Regions from separate parts of the Xenopus laevis genome. Here region 2 is linked to region 1. A link is a contact called in public Hi-C data. All regions are on one chromosome and are shown on one strand. Each heading gives the region's core, a stretch centred on a gene start, on an enhancer-like site or on the middle of the called end of the contact. The rest is flanking DNA. Distances are from core to core; before and after follow the strand shown. Region 1 overlaps ccny.L (cyclin-Y). Region 2 holds the start of ccny.L (cyclin-Y).

Region 1 (5,300 bases), core at 1,836-4,335:
AAGCCTAGCGGTGGTTGGTTGCTAGGGGTAACAGAATTAGTACCATTAAGCAGCCATTTATTATTTCTTAGGATAAAATAAGAAAATGAGAATTTTCTCAAAAGCATCACAGTATTGTTTTACCATGTAAAACACCATATATACTCATAATTGCCTACAAAATTAGTTTTTTTTTCATTTATCCTATGTCTCCTTTAAACTAACAGCAAACTGTAAAGTGTTAGCTTATTATGCTCATTGCTCAGCCAGCTTTACCCTTCCAGCCCCCAGACACAAAACCTGTAAGAGGGACGACACAATTTTTGTAAATACAGATACGGGATCCATTATCCGGAAACCAGTTATGCAGAAAGCTCTGAATTACGGAATGGCCATCTCCCACAGACTGCATTTTATACAAATAATTCAGATTTTTGAAAATGCTCTGTAAGGCTACACATATATGGTTATTGCTACTTTTTTTTTTTACTCATTCTATTCAGGCATCTCCTGTTCATATTCCAGTCTCTCATTCAAATCAGTGCATGGTTGCTAGAGTAATTTTGACCCTAGCAACCAGATTGGTGAAAATGCAAACTGGAGAGCTGCTGAATAAAAAGCTAAATAACTCAAAAACCACAAATAATAAAAATGAAAACCAATTGCAAATTGTCTCAGTATATCTCAAACTCTCTACATCATACTAAAAGTTATCTCAAATGTGAACAATACCTTTAAAGCGGTTCAAAAGTCAAGATGTAAGGTTCTAGCTTAATTATGTGTTGAGCAGTAGTTCTCCTTTAAGGCTCGGACTAAACTAGAACGGTCTCAGTAAAATGAAACAGAGACAAGAGGTCTCATCAAATAAATCAGAAGCAATGCACCGTGCTGTCTGTTCTTTTCATGTAGCTCTTCTCCCATGATGAAAGTGCTGCTGTGGTTAAGCATGTGACAAGCCAAAACCCCTAATTGACTTTACTTTTTTCCTTTGGATTAATGTCAGTTTGAAACCTGTTTGTAATAACATAAATCGTTTATTTGGCTAATGTGTTTTTAAGAATGGTCTGTGGTTATGTAACCATTACAATAAACAGACGAGGGCCGGGATGTAAAATCCCTTAATTAGAGCTTTCACACTAAACTAGATATTCTGCATTGAGAACTGGCGGAAATTTAATTAAATGTAACGGAAATGAACAGAACAGGTTATGTCTCTGAATTCAGTTTGGCAGCTGGCACATTTCAAATAATAACCATTTTAACCGAGTAGTTAATTTGTAATGCTATCAGTTATTGTTATAGGCCGAAATATATTACAGGTATGGGATCCGTAATCCGGAAACCCGTTATCCAGAAAGCTCTGAATTATGGGATGTCCATGTCCCCATAGACTCCATTTTAATCATATAATTCAGATTTCTAAAAATGATTACCCTTTTTCTCTGTAATAATAAAAAAACAGTACCTGGTACTTAATACGTAATGTCACGTAATGTCAGTTACTGCGTGTAGGAGGCTCATTATTCGCTAGATTATACATTTCAGCTCTTATCATGACCTCAAGAGTGGCAACACTCCATTTTAAAGGGGTTCTTCACCTTTGAATTTGAAACTTTTCGTATGACATAGAGAGTGATTTTCGGAATCAATTGGTTTTCATTTTTTATTTGTGGTTTTTGAGTTATTCAGCAGCTCTCCAGTTTGCAGTTTCAGCAATCCAGTCCAAATTACCCCATGCATTGATTTGGATAAGAGACTGGAATGTGAATAGGAGAGGGGCTTGAATAGAAAGATGAGCAATAAACAGTAGCGATAACAATAAATGTGTAGCCTTACAGAGCATTTGATTTTTAGATGGGTCAGTGACCCCCATTTGAAAGCTGGAAAGAGTTAGAAGGCGGCAAATAATTCAAAAACTATAAAAAAGGAATAATGAAGACCAATTGAAAAGCTGCTTAGAATTGGTCATTCTATATAAAACTTAAGGGGGTTATTTATCAAAGTCCGAATTTATCTAAATATTTTCAGCTACAAACTCTGATCAAATCCGCTCGGTTTTTTTACTCTTATTTATTACATTTTCCCGAAAATTTGCTTTGCAGGGGAATAAAATCAGATTTTTATGAGTTTTTGTTTTTGGATTTTTCATCCGATTTTCATGATTTTTCCGATTTTTCATCCAATTTTCATGATTTTTTTTGTACTTTCATCTGATTTTCATGACTTTTTTGGATTTTTGCTCAAAAACTCAGAGGTATTGCAGGAAACCCAGCATACATCAAAAAATTATTGGGACTTTTCCCATTGATTTATATGCAACCTTGACATTTCTGAGATGCCGGATTTTCAGAATCGAACTTTTCCATGCTCGGGGTTTAATAAATTTAAAAAAATGTGTGATTTTTTTTAGTCTTATCTTGTAAAAAGAAATTCACAAGTTTTTCGTGATTTTTGCATGCTGAGTTTAGTAAATAACCCCCCTAAGTGTTAACTTAAAGGCAAAGAACCCAGTTAATAATTTCTAAAAACAATTTACCTGAAGTCAATAATTTCATGTTGGACTGAATATAAATTAATTGCACTCTGTTTGGCTGCGTGCTGGGGAACCACCGAGATCGATGAAGAAATCAGCAGCCCTTGGAAAATACTTGGCTAAATTGGACCAGAGCAGTTGCCTATAGCAACCAATTGAGACCAAAACTTAATGAAAGAAGAGATCTGATTGCTTGCTATGGGTAGAGGCAGACATATACTTTATACACAGCTAATGAGAGATAAAGTCAAGGCTAGGATTTATTTTAGAGAAAGAAATACGTTTAGAACTGATAGCACTGTTAGAATAGAAGCACTGTTGGTTAAGGCACATTTTGCAGAAACTAGGCCAACTATACATACAGAAGAACCTTCCTTCACAGGGGCAATATACACATGAATCTAACAATAAAATTCAGATTATACTTGGGATGACATTTCTACAGTCAGTGAGCTTGAAAGCATGGATCAAGTATACCCCAACAAGCAAGATGAAAATTATTGGACAGGAACGCAAACAGCGCCAGACTGGGGGCCCAGTGCCCATCACGCATGCAGCCTCAGGGCCCCCACACCACCCCTGCCCCCCCACACCACCCCTGCCCCCCACACCACCCCTGCCCCCCCCCCCAGCCACACCTCTTCTGGGACCCCGTTCAGCCACCACCCCCAAGTGATCAGTATTGAGCAGGATCAGGATGAGGCTGGTTGTCCCTATCTGAAGATGTGATCACCTAAGAACTAAGAAGTCATGGGCCCTACAGCAAAATAAATGTAGGGCCCCAATACATCTTGTCAAAGACAATCTAGCTTACTGTACTCAGTCAGGAGGCTGCTGGAGTTCCATGTGTATAGAAGAACTATCAATCTTCATGGACCTCCACCAGCCATTAAGCTTCCTGTGTTGCAACTCTGCTGCAAATTACTACCCTGAACTATGAAGAACACTTTACCTAGAGCTGCCCAAGATTATTAGCATGCTGTGGGCCAATTTTTTCACATGTTTTGGTCCAGATTATCATAAGCAATGATGTCATACAAAGGGACCTGTGGAGATATTGTCCATAAAAATCTCTTGGAGGATAACATCCAGCCCACGGGACTCCAATGGTAGATGATTGAAGAATGACCATGTACCCACACCTGGGCACATTTATTCAAGCAAAAAAAACAAAAAAAAACATACTTAAATTGGTAAAATCTCCAGAGAAGATAGAACCTTCAAATGCCAGAAACTATATATTTACTAACAATGTCCGTGTAGTAATAAAAGAAAGCATTTATTTCTGCTCATCCCTGGCAACTATGACAATAAGCACATTAAGGTTTGTATGCCATCCCAGTGCCAGGCTTTCCCTAGGTATAGTACAGGGATTGAACGTTGGCAGACTGTGTGTGCCGTATTCCTGTAGGATGAATGATTCAGCACGTATGCACACTCATATTTCTTTCATCTGCTCGCTTGACAGGAGGGAAATGCTCATTGTTTGACAATTCAGGTTTGAGATCCAAATTGTGAGTGGCCTGCGGACGGAAGATTACAGCAATTGTTTATATTGCCCCTGCAATGTCCATGTCTATTGACTTACTTAGTCCCAAGAGAGACTCCTGCAATGGAATTGCCTCTCTCTATTTCCAGAGGAAATTCTTGTGTATGCTGTCAATAAGTGCATTGTATTGCAGGGCTAAGACATGGAGTTAACTCCCTTTGTCACTTTAGTATTATTAGCTCAGCTATGTGGATTAAGGTATCCTTCACCTCCACACCTAAAGCTGACCATACATGCACCACTAATTTCGTATAAAACAATAGAAAGGAGGTCATAACATGCAGGGCCCCTCGTATGCTCTCCATCGCATGATCGCTACAAGTGTGTGCCTTAAAGAACAAGTCAAGTGAAATTCACTTGGGGTGTCAGTGTGAGATGGTAGTTCAGTGCTTGGTCCTTTAATCGGGAGGGAGGAGGCACCATTCTCAGTTATATCAAAGAGATAAAGGCACAGTTTTATTTATAAGGCAATGAAGCATAACACTCGTCAGATACTAATCAGAATCTGGTATCGAACAAGTTAATTTAAATCCCAATTCCTACTGTTTTCCTGCATAAAAACACATAAATACGTACCCCCTGCCAGCTGTGCCCTTAAAGAGGTTGTTCACCTTTGAGTTAACTTTTAGTATGATAGACTGGAATATGAATAGGAGAGGCCTGAACAGAAAGATAAGCAATAAAAATGAGCAATAACAATACATTTGAAGCCTTACAGAAATTTTTTTTTTTTTTTTTTTTTAGATGGGATCAGTGACCCCCATTTGAAAGCTGGAAAGAGTCAGAAGAAGAAGGCAAATCATTTAAAAGAAACTATAAAAATAAACAATGAAGACCAATTGAAAAGTTGCTTAGAATGGCCATTCTATAAAATACTAAAAGTTACCTTAAAAGGTGATCCACTCCTTTAATTCTAAAGTAACTTCCCAGCAAACTGCCTCCTTACTTAAAGGGGAACTATTGTGAAAATCGCAATGAATAGAAGCTTCAACATAATGCTTCATTATACAGAAGTCTGATGGTTAGATCCAATATATCTTTTATGGGGGGCTCCCTTTCCTAACAGATGTATTAGTGCTAGCTCAACTGACTCCAGCACAAACAAAATCTAACTAAATAACTGACTCTGGCACAAACAGTAGGGAAACAAGATTTCTGGTGAATTTAAAAGAGTGAGCTGTAAGAAATCATGTAGGCAAAATGAGCCGCCCTAAAGGCTATAGTAGACTTAATATATTC
Region 2 (5,300 bases), core at 1,503-4,002, 56 kb after region 1:
ACAATATGGATCCCTGACAGGACTAAGCTATAATTAATCCTTAATGGAAGCAAAACCATTCTATTGGGTTTATTTAATGTTTACATGATTTTCTAGTAGACAAGGTGTGAAGATCCAAGTTACAGAAAGATCCATTATCCAGAAAACCCCAGGTTCTGAGCATTCTGGATAACAGGTCCCATACCTGTACCAGGTGACTTGTGCAAGTAGAAAGCATGTTGTAGCCTCTAGGAGGTTAATAGGCACCTGTAAACTGATTTTTTTTTTTTCCCCAACAGAGGTTCAAGCTAATAGAGACCACATTCCAATTGGGGGAAACCGGTGCAGGTTTTATCAAACAGAACCATTGAACTGTGGTATCAGGTAGGTTAACGGTTTGGCACCTCCCCCCTGTTTACACCTACCTGTCCTTTAAAGATCCTTACTCATATACAGCAAGCAGTCTAGTGTACAAGTCACAACTAAAGTAGGGCCCCCATGACCGGCGGGGTACCCATCATCAAAAACAATTACCAGAATAAGAAAAAAAGGTTACCCGGCACAGCCGGGTTCTAGATTCCATTCCTGCATTAGCATAATCTGCAGTGACTCCGTATATTGCCCAGGAGGCTTCATTGCTTCCCTCTTTGTCATTTCCAAAGCAAACAGACAAGTTGGCGGCTAAAACTGACTGTAGTGAATATGACGTGGATCTTAGATTGTAGAAATTAGCTCTAATAAAATCTGTGTAAATGGTTGGTGGCATATAAATAAAAGATAATAATATTGTAATTTGCATAAAAACCCCTTCTTTATCACTGCTGAGCAATGCCGAGTAGGCACTGGATATGAACAGAAGCAGGGGTGTAACTACAGAGGAAGCAGACCCTGCGGCTGCAGGGGGGCCCAGGAAGTATAGGGGGGCCCAAAGAGGCCCTAATTAATGGGGATGCACAGAGTTCGGGATTTGGCCTTTTTCAGCAGGATTCAGATTCGGTCGAATCCTTATGCCCGGCCGAACCTAATCCTAATTTGCATATGCGAATTAGGGGCGGGAGGGAAAAATCGCATGACTTTTTGTAACAAAACAAGTAAGTAAAAAATGGTTTCCCCTTCCCACCCCTAATTTGCATATTTGGATTCGGCCTTTTTCAGCAGGATTCTGATTCGGCCGAACCTAATCCTAATTTGCATATGCAAATTAGGGGCAGGGAGGTTAATTGCATGAGTCGCAAAACAAGGGAGTAAAAAATGTTTCCCCTTTCCCCCCTAAATTGCATATGCAAATTAGGATTCGGATTGGGTATCCGGCCAAATATTTCGAAGGATTCAGGGTTTGGCCGAATCCAAAATAGTGGATTTGGTGCCTCCCTACTAATTAATGAACAATTTCCACATATGTTGGTAAAAAAAAAAAGGACAGCCTCCGGATAGGTCGGGGGCCCTAAAACTAATTTGCTGTGGGGCCCAGTAACGTCTAGTTAAGAAGGTAGAAAACTAGAAAGGCCACTAAACCTTAGCAGGAGATGGGTCAGTACCAATGGGTACAGGTGAAGGGCACACAAACAAGGAAGATGAAGAGCAAACTTAGGTGAGCACAGTATGTCCATATGTCACAGACACAGCTGGGTGGGCTGCTGAGCACAAAGGATCCAACCCAATAGTGTCACCCTATGGCACCCGTTTAGTTATTGACAGATCACATGGTGCAAGGCCTCGCAGCAGACAATGAAACAAGTCCATCACTGGGATCCACACAAATCCCACGGGCAATCCCAGAGCATTTGCCAACTTTCACACAAGTCATGCCCCTCACATCCCCATTCATCTCTACTGACAAGTCACAATAAACCCATGCACAGGGAGGGGTGGTTAGGGACAGCTAATAGCCTTCGGCTGTCAGCGGGGGGGGGGTGCGTAGGGTTGGAGTTCAACAATATATACGGATATAATGGGATTTGTTTAGGCAGCACTGTAAAAAAAAAAAAAATAGAGATATAAGAAACACAACAATTCTGCTCCATTCTATATAGAAGTGCTGAGACAGGAGGAAGTAGGCGCCTGTCCCATAGAGCTTGCAATCTAAGTGTTCTTTGTACGTATGCTAATCAGATAATGCATGGAGTCTGTGATTATGGGATGCCTCTGTAGCCTACAATGATATGCCAGTGCTAAGCCCACCCCCAGTGCAATTATAACAATATAACAATTATAACAATACCATCTACATTCTCCCGGTCACTGATGTGCTGCAGGTTACATCCAGTGTCCTCTCTGCTCATGTCCTGCTCGGGCCGGTACGACTCCAGCCGGGAGTGGGCATTTCTGCGCAGCTTGGGACTGGAGGACACACAGCACGACGTGGTGTTCCCCATGGTGAGGCTTCAGCGTCGCCGCCCCCCTCGGATCTCAATCTCCTACGGCTCCCCCAGTCTCTCCTCTCTCTGTTAATGAGGAATGGGAGCACAGACTGCAGGTTCCCCGGGTGGGGAGCAGCCCAATCCAGCTGCTAAAAACCCCTCTCCATAGGGGAAGGGAAAGCGAGTGCAAAGGGGTCAGCAGGCAGCGCCCCTTCTATTCCATAGTGCCCAGTGCTGGAAGCAGGATCCAGGCATCTCCCCAGCCCGCTGCCTCCTCATCAGTCTCCTTGCATAGCCCTGGAACAGCAGCACAAGCAGCAACCCCGCCCTCGCCTCAAGCTCCGCCCCTGAACTGGCAAACCAGCAGCGACACACGGCCCTCCCTACCCGGTGCGGCGCGCTGCGAAATGCTTCCGCTGACAACGAAAAGTAGGTTCCGTTTAGACAGGAGTGGTTTATAAGGAAGCGAGTGTGTGGGAGTGAACTAAAGCGGACCGCTGTCATGTTACTGCTCTGCTTTTATATATATTTTTTTTAACATCGCAATTCACTGATACTTTTCTTGGAGGAGTATTTTACACACACACACGTGACGTAAATAAAGTCACCCAGCTCAGCTGGCGCCTGCAGGGAGTTACAAATGAGATCAAGTGTCTTTGTCTGATTCTTACTTTTCTGTTACATTTGGGATTGGAAAAGCCACTGCCCATCTAGATTGTAAGCGCTAGGGTTGACACCTGGCCGGTAAAAATGATGGTTGATCCCAATGTTATTAATAGGGAAAAAAGATAAATATATAGTATTTTTTTCCGGAAAAGGTGGAAACCCTAGTAGTTACGCACTGTTTACTGGGGATGCACTATTTTGGATTCGGTCGAACCCCGAAGCCTTCGCAAAAAATTAGGTTGAATACAGAACCAAATCCGAATTTTTATATGCAAATTAGGGGCGGGAAGGGGAACATTTTTTTACTTCCTTGTTTTGCGACTAAAAGTCACGTGATTTCCCTCCTTGCCCCTAATTTGCATATGCAAATTCGGTTCGGACGGGCAGAAGGATTCGGCCAAATCCAGAACCTGCTGAAAAAGACCGAATCCCGAACTGAATCCTGGATTTGGTGCATCCCTACTGTTTACAAATGTCTCTTTTTAATACATATCCCCCTGCATTATCATAGTAGTTTTATCAGCAAATGCCACCTACCTACAGTTTTGATAAGTGGGTCACCCAAAGTCATCGCCGATCCTGTCGAAGGAGCCGCCTTAAGGTGGCCATACAAGGGCCTATAAAAGCTGCCGACAGACCAAGTCGGCAGCTTATTGGCCCGTGTATGGGGGCCCCCGACGGGCTTCCCCGATCGCGATTTGGCCGAAAGTCGGCCAGATCTCGATCGGATGGGACGACTAAAAATTCCGTCGGATCGCGGCCGCATCTGTTCGTTGATGCGTTTCCGTGATCTGACCGCCCGTTCCCGTTCGTTAGGATCCGATCTTTGGGCCCTAGGGAAAAAGTTTGGGAACCCCTCTTAATTCTTTGGAGTTTATTATTGGCTGAGCTTTCAAAGTAGCAACTGAATTTTAATATATAACATGCCTTATGGAAACAGTAGTATTTCAGCAGTGACATAAAGTTTATTGGATTAATAGAAAATATCCAATATGCATTATAACAAAATTAGACAGGTGCATAAATTTGGGCACCCCAACAGAGATATTACATCAATACTTAGTTGAGCCTCCCTTTGCAAATGTAACAGCTTCTAGACGCCTCCTATAGCCTTTGATGAGTGTCTGGATTCTGGATGGGGGTATTTTTGACCATTCGTCCATACAAAATCTCTCCAGTTCAGTTAAATTTGATGGCTGCTGAGCATCGACAGCCTGCTTCAAATCATCCCATAGATTTTCAATGATATTCAAGTCGGGGGACTGTGGCGGCCATTCCAGAATATTGTACTTCTCCCTCTGCATAAATGCCTTTGTAGATCCAAATGTGTTTTTGTCTTGCTGGAATATCCAATCCTTGTGTAACTTCAACTTTGTGACTGAAGCTTGAACATTATCCTGAAGAATTTGTTGATATTGGTTTGAATTCATCCGACCCTTGACTTTAACAAGGGCCCCAGTCCCTGAACTAGCCCCACAGCATGATAGAACTTCCACCAAATTTGACAGTAGGTACGCGTTTGCAGAAAGCGCTTCTTTCTCATACAGATGTTCTTTGTGCAAATTGTGCTGAAGTGTAGAATGATGTACAGATACACCATCTGCAGCAAGATGTTCTTGCAGGTCTTTGGAGATGATCTTTCGGTTCTCTGTAACCATTCTCACAATCCTCCACATATGCCGCTCCTGTATTTTTCTTGCCCTGCCAGTAGGGTTGCCACCCGGCCGGTATTTTACCGGCCTAGCCGGTAAAATACCTGCCAAGGCCGGGGCCGGTATTACAAATTTATCGGCAATGTAACTGCCGGTAAATTTGTAATACGATCAAAAGGAGCCCTCGGCCTGCCCCCAATCCCCTGCAACTTACCTTTTCTTTTGCATCTAGCGTCCGTGGGGTCTGTGGCGTGGCCCTGCCCCTTTTGACGTCACATCCCGCCCCTTTGAGGCCCCGCCCCCCAGCAGCCGGTAAATTTTTTTATAAAAGGTAGCAACCCTACCTGCCAGACCTGGATTTTACAGCAACTGTGCCTGTGGCCTTCCATTTCCTGATTACATTTCTTACAGTTGAAACTAAACCTCGCTTTTTGTAGCCTTCCCCTAAACCAGTGATCCCCAACCAGTAGCTCGTGAGGAACATGTTGCTCTCCAACCCCTTGGATGTTGCTCTCAGTGGCCTCAAAGCAGGTGCTTATTTTTGAATTCCAGGCTCAGAGGCAAGTTCTGGTTGTATAAAAACCAGGTGCACTGCCAAACAGAGCCTCAGTGTAGGTTGAGAATCTACATAGGGGCTAGCAAA

What was found. Hi-C and Micro-C count contacts between places; a contact is called where the count stands out from the background.
Region 2: a Hi-C map of the XTC cell line shows a contact between it and region 1, with 3 times the contacts expected there. The contact joins the promoter of ccny.L here to the enhancer-like site in region 1. A contact is called at or near these places in 2 of 4 Hi-C or Micro-C datasets (the XL177 cell line and the XTC cell line).

Annotation. Positions count from the first base shown.
Region 1 is chr6L:20,375,841-20,381,140 of Xenopus_laevis_v10.1, forward strand. All of the region lies in intron 1 of ccny.L (cyclin-Y), which reads right to left. Among protein-coding and RNA genes, the nearest start is that of ccny.L, 57 kb to the right of the region's middle. Within about 2 kb of position 3,086, at least 1 of the 7 cell types and tissues checked has an H3K27ac peak or open chromatin away from gene starts, as enhancers often do.
Region 2 is chr6L:20,432,488-20,437,787 of Xenopus_laevis_v10.1, forward strand. It overlaps ccny.L (cyclin-Y), which reads right to left and starts at 2,753. Exons shown (of 10, transcript XM_018267164.2): 1 at 2,201-2,753. The coding sequence starts at 2,354.